Linked DNA regions of Ovis aries: region 1 is linked to region 2. Evidence: chromatin contacts called from public Hi-C data. All regions are on one chromosome and are shown on one strand. Each heading gives the region's core, a stretch centred on a gene start, on an enhancer-like site or on the middle of the called end of the contact. The rest is flanking DNA. Distances are from core to core; before and after follow the strand shown. Region 1 has its middle 39 kb from the start of IGSF5. Region 2 holds the start of B3GALT5 (beta-1,3-galactosyltransferase 5).

The links. A called contact is a pair of places that touch in the nucleus more often than the background predicts.
Region 1: a Hi-C map of liver shows a contact between it and region 2, with 3 times the contacts expected there. The contact joins the enhancer-like site here to the promoter of B3GALT5 in region 2. A contact is called at or near these places in 2 of 16 Hi-C or Micro-C datasets (liver and mixed tissues).

The regions. Positions count from the first base shown.
Region 1 is chr1:260,520,331-260,524,667 of ARS-UI_Ramb_v3.0, reverse strand. No RefSeq gene overlaps it. Among named protein-coding and RNA genes, the nearest start is that of IGSF5, 39 kb to the left of the region's middle. Within about 2 kb of position 1,992, at least 6 of the 54 cell types and tissues checked have an H3K27ac peak or open chromatin away from gene starts, as enhancers often do. A contact at or near this core is called in liver, where this site is marked.
Region 2 is chr1:260,433,397-260,437,948 of ARS-UI_Ramb_v3.0, reverse strand. B3GALT5 (beta-1,3-galactosyltransferase 5) reads right to left here and starts at 2,530. Exons shown (of 4, transcript XM_060395970.1): 1 at 2,443-2,530.

The DNA of each region.
Region 1 (4,337 bases), core at 743-3,242, 87 kb before region 2:
TCCCTGCCAGGTCCAACAGGGGCAAGAACTCTGAGAGAGGGCTCTGGGAAGAATTACCACTTGGTGCAGAGAGCTGACTCATTGGAAAAGACCCTCATGCTGGGAAAGATTGAGGGCAGGAGGAGAAGAGGGTAACAGAGGTTGAGATGGTTGGATAGCATCAACGACTCAATGGACATGAATCTGAGCAAACTCTGGGAGATGGTGAAGGACAGGGAAGCCTGGCATGCTACAGTCCATGGGGTCGCAGAGTTGGACTTAACTGAGCAACTGAATGACAACAAATATGTAAACTATGCAAATGAAAAATAGATAAATTCCAGCAGGGTAGGAGGAACTTTCATGAACAAAAATGTAAGCACTATGCAATACTTTTCCTAGCAGTTAATGATATTTACATGGTCATAAATTTGTTGTTGTTCAGGTGCTCAGTCGTGTCCAACTCTCTGTGACCCCTTGGACTGTAGCATGCCAGGCTTCCCTGTCCTTCACTATCTCCTATAATTTGCTAAAACTCATGTCTACAAGTTGGTTTTGCTATCTAACCATCTCACTCTCTGCGGCCCTCTTCTTTTGCCTTCTGTAGAGTAAGGGAGTTAGAGAAGGTGAGGTTCGGAAAAAGAAGGAGACCGGCACTTTACAGGAACAGATCACCTTTAATGAGGCAAGAAAGGGCAGCAGTCAGATTTAGTGAGCTGCTGCACTAACCCAAGAAAAGAGTAAGTATATATAGGTATATATGTGGAAATCTACTGTTCTTCTCCAAGGTTGTTCGAGTTAGTAGTCTCTTAAACAGCTGGGACAAGGAATTCTGGAGATCGGCCAGAGGCTGGGACGGCTGGGAGCTGGGCTTAATTAATCTTAAAGTCCATTTTTCACTTCCGGTGAGAGAGTTCTTTGTTTTGCATGGAATGGTGGGGAGGGCCCAGAGGGGAGTTTTAACTCCAGGCTATTTTGAGCCATGTAACTTTCCTTCACCTTCACTCTTTCCCTGCATCAGGGTCTTTCCCAGTGGTCATAAATAATAAATAGCAAATAAAGTTTCAATCCCAAATTGTGATATAACGAGAAGATGAGGGTGGTTAGTTGGTGGCAGGATGGGTGAAGTGGCTGAATCATTTTCGGCAGGAAGTCAATAGAAAATGCCTGAAGCAATGTAAGCATGTTATTATAAGCATAGCATTATTATTATTATTATAAACATAGCAGTTTAAGTGTATTATTTAGAAATAGCGACACAAATACCAGAAGAGACAGCAAAGGGGATCAGTCTGGCAGGGGAGGTGGGGTAAAGGACTGCTTTTTTCATTACTTAAAGCCCTATAGCACCAGTGGCCTTTTACAGCATGTACGTGTATCATTTTGTTTAAAAATAATTAATTTTTCAAACGTGTCTATAGGAAAATTCATATAAATTTAAACATAAGAATGACATTGCTCATCTTCTATGTGGTTCAGCATCCCAACTTCAGAGCTATTAATTTCTATGTATTCTTCAGCACACAATTCTTAATCATATACTTAGAAGGGTTGAAAAGTAACTTTATTAATCAGGATAAGATGTTTGATGAAACAGCCAAATAAACCCTGAAATGTCAAGGACTGAACACAATAAAGGCTTACTTCTCACTCGTGGAATGTGGGATCAAGGTCATGACCTCCAAAGTCACTTCTGTGGACAAGTGTGGACAGTGTCTCTTAGTCACCTTCTGTTTTGAATTGGTCAAAGAAGTTGGCCCCAAATGAATCACAAGGAAACTGACAAGACTTCCAAAATTATTAGGTGAACGTTCTCAAGCTCGATCAGTAGAACAATCCAGAAAAGCATTATCCGTAAATGGACAAACAGGAAAGGAAAGTGGATCACCATGTGAGAGGGGATAGGTGTACGAATCTCACCTGTCTTCCCAGGAAATGGGGATCAAATCCCTCTGTCCACCTCCCAGATCCATCCTGAGACGTGCCCTAGGAGAACAGGCTCTGTAAATCATTGACAGTCCACAAACACTGGGTGTTAAATTGTGTCATAGCCACAGGGAGATATGAGTACTCTTTGCCAAACCTATGTTCTATAACACATTTATTATTTGTATATTGCATAATTACTGGGAGAAAATCTTCCTTATCACTTACTTTGTTTTTAAAGGTCTTAACTAAGGATTGTATACTATAGCTAAAAAAAAAAAAAAAAGATTCCCTTGAGCACACAAAGTGTTACGGGTCACCTGCTTATTCTCGAGCTCTCTGCCCATGTTGGGCACAGAAGGCTTGCTGTACCATCCTCTGTAAAATGAGCCTGCACACCATCATTCTAACTGAAACCAAGGCTTCCTCTAAGCACAAGTGTCAAGTACACTGCTAACATCAATCTCTAACCTACATCTTATCTTCCTAATCCAGTTATACTATTTTTGTTCCATCTTTACAATTCTCCAAAGGTACATATATTGCTTAGTCTTTACACCTTTTACCTTTTGCTAAGCCATTTTTTTTCCTTTAATGGCAGTAAGCATCTCTGATAAGACTGTAAGATATATTGGTGTCAGACTATAGAGAAAAAAATATATTCATCTGAATATACACTCTTGCTCACCATGATACTCTAAGAAATTATGGAAGAAACACACAATTTCCCAGTTTCCTTAAATCGGTGTCTCTTTCCTTAAATCGGTGTCTCCTGTTATCAAATGGGACTTCTGTGGTTCCCTGAGACATAAGCCATCTCCAAACAGGAGCAATACCATTACAACAAGTTGCCTCGAAACTCGCTATCAACAGTGGAGAAAAGGCCAGAGGAACCCACACCTGTTCTTTAATGCTTCAACCGGGAAGTCACACCTGACATTTCTGCTTACAGCCTATTGGTTGGAACTGGTCACATGACCTCAGCCTAGTAGCAGGGGAGCCACTATCTTCTGCTGTACCAGGAAGGGGAAACTTAAATGAGATTTGGGGATATTATGTCTATCTTCATACAGAAATGCAAAGGTTCCCTGAGAATTCACAACCACAGTTCATAGGTTGATATAGGAACTCAGCAAGAAGGGCTTCAGGAACAAAATCCCAAAGCAAGTGACCACCATAACGAGGTACCTTCACATTTATATCCCAAGAATCAAGTGTTTCTGGAAACAAAGTGGATTTACACTTGTCTTTGTCTTAATTAAATAGAGTATAGGCAAACCTCAGAGATATGAGGCAGTTTGCTTCCAGACCATTGCAAAAAAAGCAAACATAATAAAATAAGTCACACAAATTTTTGGTTTCCTAGCACATATAAAAGTTGTATTTACCCTATACTGTAGTCTGCTGAGTGTGAAATAGCAATGTCTTAAAAAGTACATACATAATTTTAAAAGATTTTATTGCTAAAAAAATGCTACTCACCAGCTGACAACACAGGGTTGCCACAAATCTTCAATTAAAAATATACAGATGCCCACAAAGCAAATCAAATGAAGCACAGTAACACCAAGTATGTCTATAATCTGGGCACAACTTAGCTTTTCTCTGGTGGCTGCAAAAGCAGTTTAGTGCTGTGGGATTTTTTTTTTTAAGTTAAATTTCATTCTCCACCCTGCCAATCAACTAGAAAACATTAAAGCAAGTCAGGGTCTACTGCATCTCAATTAAGTTCTACAGCTAAAAGGGGGAAAAAAAACTATTGTTCTGCCCAACTCAAAGGCTGTTGTGAAGTCAAGTGAGATTATGCATGAAAGTGTTCTGTGATGATAAAGTGCAATCTTTAATTGATGGAGGGTTTTGTTTTACCAACTGGCTTCTTTTTATATAACTCACCATGTTACAGTTGGGCTTTGAAAATTAAAAAATTAATTAGGACAAACAAGTTTTACCTGTGGTATCACCTTGTAATAGTTCATCTTTCTGTTTAATGCTTTAGATGCAATAAACATAGTGATGAGTTTTTGCAATGCCCACATTTTCCCTCTTTGGTATAATATATTGGGCAAAAATAGAGTCCTCACATACATAGACCATGCTCAACTAAAAGTTTTGTTTTTGTTCCAGACCTACCTGGTAGCGCTGTTGACTTGTAGACACAGTCTAAGGACTACATTAAGGGTAATTTTTCTCCATTTTGTGCACGTGTATTTATTTTGGAAAATGTCTAACATATACTGTGGTAGGCAGAATAATGCCTCCCCCAAGATGTCTACTCCTTAACTCCTGGAATCTGTGAATACATTAGGTTACACGAAAATGGGAAATTAAGGTTGCAGATGGAATTAAGGTTACCAATCAGCTGGCTTTGAGATGGGAAATCATCTTGGATAAACCTGGTGGGCCCAAGGTGCTAGTCGCTCAGTCATGTTTGA
Region 2 (4,552 bases), core at 1,281-3,780:
AGCCTGCATACCACGAAGAAGAGTAGTCCCTGCCACAACGAGAGAAAGCAAAACAGAAACCCGCAGAAACAAAGACCCAGCAGAGCCAAAAACAAATAGATAATTAACTAAAAAGCAAAAATAAAAACCTATCGGTTTACAAAAAAAGAGGAGGAAACACCATAAAAAATGGCCATCTACCACACTATGTAACTTAACTGAAATATTCTGTTACATGTAAGGATGGTCAGAACCAGCATGCATTTAACCACAAATGTGACTCTAGGAATTTCCTGTCTATAAACTACTCTACACAGTAGCCATGCCCCACCACTAGTGCTCACTAGAATATGACACTTTCCTCAGATCTCTATCTTCATTAAATTCTACTCCTCCAAGTCAAGGTGCAGGGGCACAAACAGTAAATGAGGGAGACAAGGGGATGGGAGGTATTACTAATTATTTACAAAAGGAAAATACATAAGAAAGATTTTAAGTTTGTCATGCTAATACAAAGAGAAAGCGAAAAATAACTTCACAATATCTGATTACTGGTGATTTGGAAAGGGTTTTGGAAGCTGTATTTATCCCCAACAGGTCAGATACCAAAACAAACAAAAAAGAAAGTGAAACAGAAACAGGATTCCTTAAAAAGTTAGGCGCAATATTTACCATGCAAAACACACACACACACACACACACACACACACACACAACTGGCAGAGATATTACTAAAATGTTGATTATAAAATTGTAAGGCATTTAGGAATGAGCTAAAGAGACTCAAAATCAAAACCCTACTGGCACTCAGTGAAAAGACGTCTTTTCACCACATCGCCTGTCAGCACCCCCACGACGCCCACGCTCTGCAGGAGCTGTCTGGGCCCAGTGCTAAGGAATTGATTTTTGTTTTTTCTTAGATTGGCTTACTCATTTTAACTGTGAGACTTTCTATTCAGTGTTAATTCCCTAGTCTTCTGCTTACACTGTGTCCAGTCAGTAACCCAACTTCCTGGGCGGGTAATGAGAGCAGGGATAACTCTTCAGAAATCAACACCTTGTTATCAATAGCATGCACGCATGCTCAGTCTCTCAGTCCTGTCCGACTCTGCAATCCCATGCACTGTAGCCCACCAGGCTCCTCTGTCCATGGGACTCTGCAGGCAAGAATACTGGAGTGGATTGCCATTTCCTCCTCTAGTTATCAATAACAAGAAATAAACAAAGCATCCAATTTAAACATGGGCAAAAAGCAAGGAATCCTTCTTCCCAAGAAGACATACTTATGGCCAACAGGTATGTGAAAATGTGCTCAAAAACTGTAATCATCAGGAGAATCCAAATCAAAACCACAGTGAGCCATCACCTCACACCTGTTAGGATGCTTATTATCAAAAGAACAAGAGATAACAATGTCCCTGTGCATGTGGAGAAAAAAGTAACAGAACTCGTGTACTGTTCGTGGAAATGCAAACCGGTGCAGCCACTGTGGAAAACACTGTGGAGGTGCCTTAAGAAATCAGAACTACCATAGGATCCAGCAATTCCGTCTCTGAGTTTAAAACCTAAAGCATCATCTGAAAGAGCTAACTGTACTCCAATGCTCACTGCAGAATTATTCTCAAGAGCTAAGGTACAGACACAATCTTAGGGTGGACAGGCAAACATGAAGGAAATGCTATATGTATGTGTATATATGGATATAGATAAAGATATACAGACGTTCCATGCTTTCAGCCTTAAAAAGGGGGGAAAAATCCTGCCCTCTGCAACACCATGGATGACCCAAGGGGGCATTATGCTAAGTGAAGTAAGCCACAGAAAGGCAAGTGCTGCCAATATTACCTGGTATCACTTATATGTGGAATCTTAATTTTTAAAAAACAAAGTGGAAATCATAGAAACAGTACAAGAATGGTTGTCAGGAGCTAGAGAGGTGACGGAACTAGTGTTTCTGACAACCTAATGTTTACAGCAAGGTGGCTATAGCGACTCCATGGACTGTAGCCCAGCAGGTTCCTCTGTCGTGGAATTCTCCAGGCAAGAATACTGGAGTGGGTTGCCATTTCCTTCTCCACGAGATCTTCCGGACCCAGGGACTAAACCTGGGTCTCCTACATTGCAGGCAGACTACCGTCTGAACCACCGGGGATGAAGACAGTTGATAACACTATGCTGTATAACAGAAATCTCCTAAAAGGTTAGAACTTCTCAACAACAAAACAACAACGACAACAAAAAGGTAAATTTTTTAAAATTAGTACACTGTTACAGACCAAGTTTGGTCAAATGTGGTCTTGTAACCATTTCCTTAATTTACAAAGCAGAAAGAGAGAAGTCAAGCCCGCAGTAGGCTAGGCGATCCTCAGAAGTGCACGGGGCCCGCGCCCCCGCCTCCGGGTCCCCAGGGACCGCATCTCTCGTGCCCCCGCACCTCCCGCACGCCGCGCCGCCGGGCCTCACCGTGCGCCCCGCACTCCCTGCGCGGGGCCGTGCAGCTGGCCGAGCTCAGAGCCGCATTGCGCCGTCCCTTGAGTAGCTGGGTCCTGACGGAGCGCGGCGGTCCCCTGCGCTGGCCTTTAGGAGGTGGGAGGAGCGGCGCGCGGTGCGCACAGGAAATCTGATAGGTGAGGAGCCGGCGGGCGGGCGGGGACTCGGGGCGCTGCTGCTGGGGATGGCTGGGCCCCCCGAGTCCCCACCAGTGCCCCGCGCGGGGCTCCGGGAGGTGACTGGACCCCAACGCCCAGCGCCAGGGAAGGCGGCAGGCACCGTCTGCGCTGTTCCGCTTTGGTGGCCCCCCAGCGGAAGAGCATCTTTCGCGCAGCACCGGACATTCACGGCGATGGAGTTTGCTCAAATTCCCGTTGGTTGTTGTTGTTGTTTAGTCGCTCTGTCGTGTCCAACTCTTTGGGAGCCCAGGGACTCTAGCCCGCCAGGCTCCTCTGTCCATGAGATTTCCCAGGCAAGAATACTGGAGCGGGTTGCCATTTCCTTCTCCAATAGACCACCCCCCAACACACACACACACACACACACACACACACACACACACACACACACACCCCTTGGGGGTAGGGGGGAGCTTTGAGGTTCTCTCCCTGTCCACCATGGAAACTGTCCCGTAGTTAACTTCGAAAAAACCAAAACGCCCTCTGTGCGGGAAGGCCCCGCGGTCCCACACTTCCCCAAACCCCAGATGCCTCAAGAAGGAGCGCCTCCGCTCCTTCACAAAAGAGATGCCATTTTCAGAGCCATTTGGTGATGGGCAGATTCGAGGTCAGATAACAGAAAGGCAGATTACGGGGGCTGTTTAATCCTTAGGACCGCCAAGTGAAGTAGGCACTGTTCCCACTTAGCAGATGAGGAAACTGAGGGGTGGGGAAGTTAGGGAGCGTGAAGGGGGTCAGATGGATGAGAAGGTGCCTGGGAGACCCCAGCTCTCACTGGCAGGGAAAATATAGACAGATAGATACTCATGTGGACTTCCCAGGTAGCTCAGTGGTAGAGTCCACCTGCCAGTGCAGGAGCTGTAGGTTCAATCCCTGGGTCAGGAAAATCCGCTGGAGGAGGGCATGGCAACCCACTCCAGTATCATGGAGAGAGGAGTCTGGCAGGCTACAGTCTATGGGGAGCGCGAAGGGGATCAGATGAATGAGAAGTTGCCTAGGGGACCCCAGCTGTCTCTGGCAGAGAAAATATAGACAGACAGATATTCATGTACAAAGATATACATGCATGTATATCTTTGTGGCTCAGCTGGTAAAGAATCCACCTACAATGCAGGAGACCTGGGTTCGATCCCTGGGTTGGGAAGATTCCCTGGAGAAGGGAAAGGCTACCCACTCCAGTATTCTGGTCTGGAGAATTCCATGGACTGTATAGTCCATGGGGTCGCAAAGAATCGGACACGACTGAGATACTTTCGCTTCGCTTTCGCTTTTTTTTTTTTTTTTTTTAAGAGCGGCGGACTTGTCCATGATCATCTAATTCAGGGTTGTCAACCCTGGCCACACAGTAAAATTGCGTGGGAAAGTTTTATAATTCCCAAAGCTCAGGCCCTACCGCAGACAAAATGAACTGACTGCTTTTCCTTAAGCTCGTATCTGCCATAACCTCGGAAGACTGGCAGGCCTTATTTCGCCACGGTGAGCACGTGATCGTTCTGGCGCAAAGATGAAGTGCGCTCTCGTGGGGGGAAGGGAGGAAGAAGACCCCTGAATACTTAAGGGCAGCGCCAAAGCCTAAGATGCTCAGAACCGCTGTTGCGGGCTTGCAGAGAAAGGAAGTGGCTCCCGGGAGCCAGTGGGCGGAGCTGTGGGTGGCGGGCGGACCCCCGGGGAAGAGGCTGATCTGATGGGAGTGAGCTCTAGAGTCAGGGCGATGCGATCACCCGCCTCCCCCGCGCTGCTGCGCAGCTCTCTGTGGATACCGCAAGTTCCCTGGGGTAACCAAACGGCCTCACAGCTGAGCGCTTCTCATCCTGCAAGACCAGGCGGACGCAGGCTCCACAGCGGTTAGGTGGGGCGGGCAGAGCGCAATGGGTGAGCGAGGTGAAGCCTGGTCTCCCCAGGGA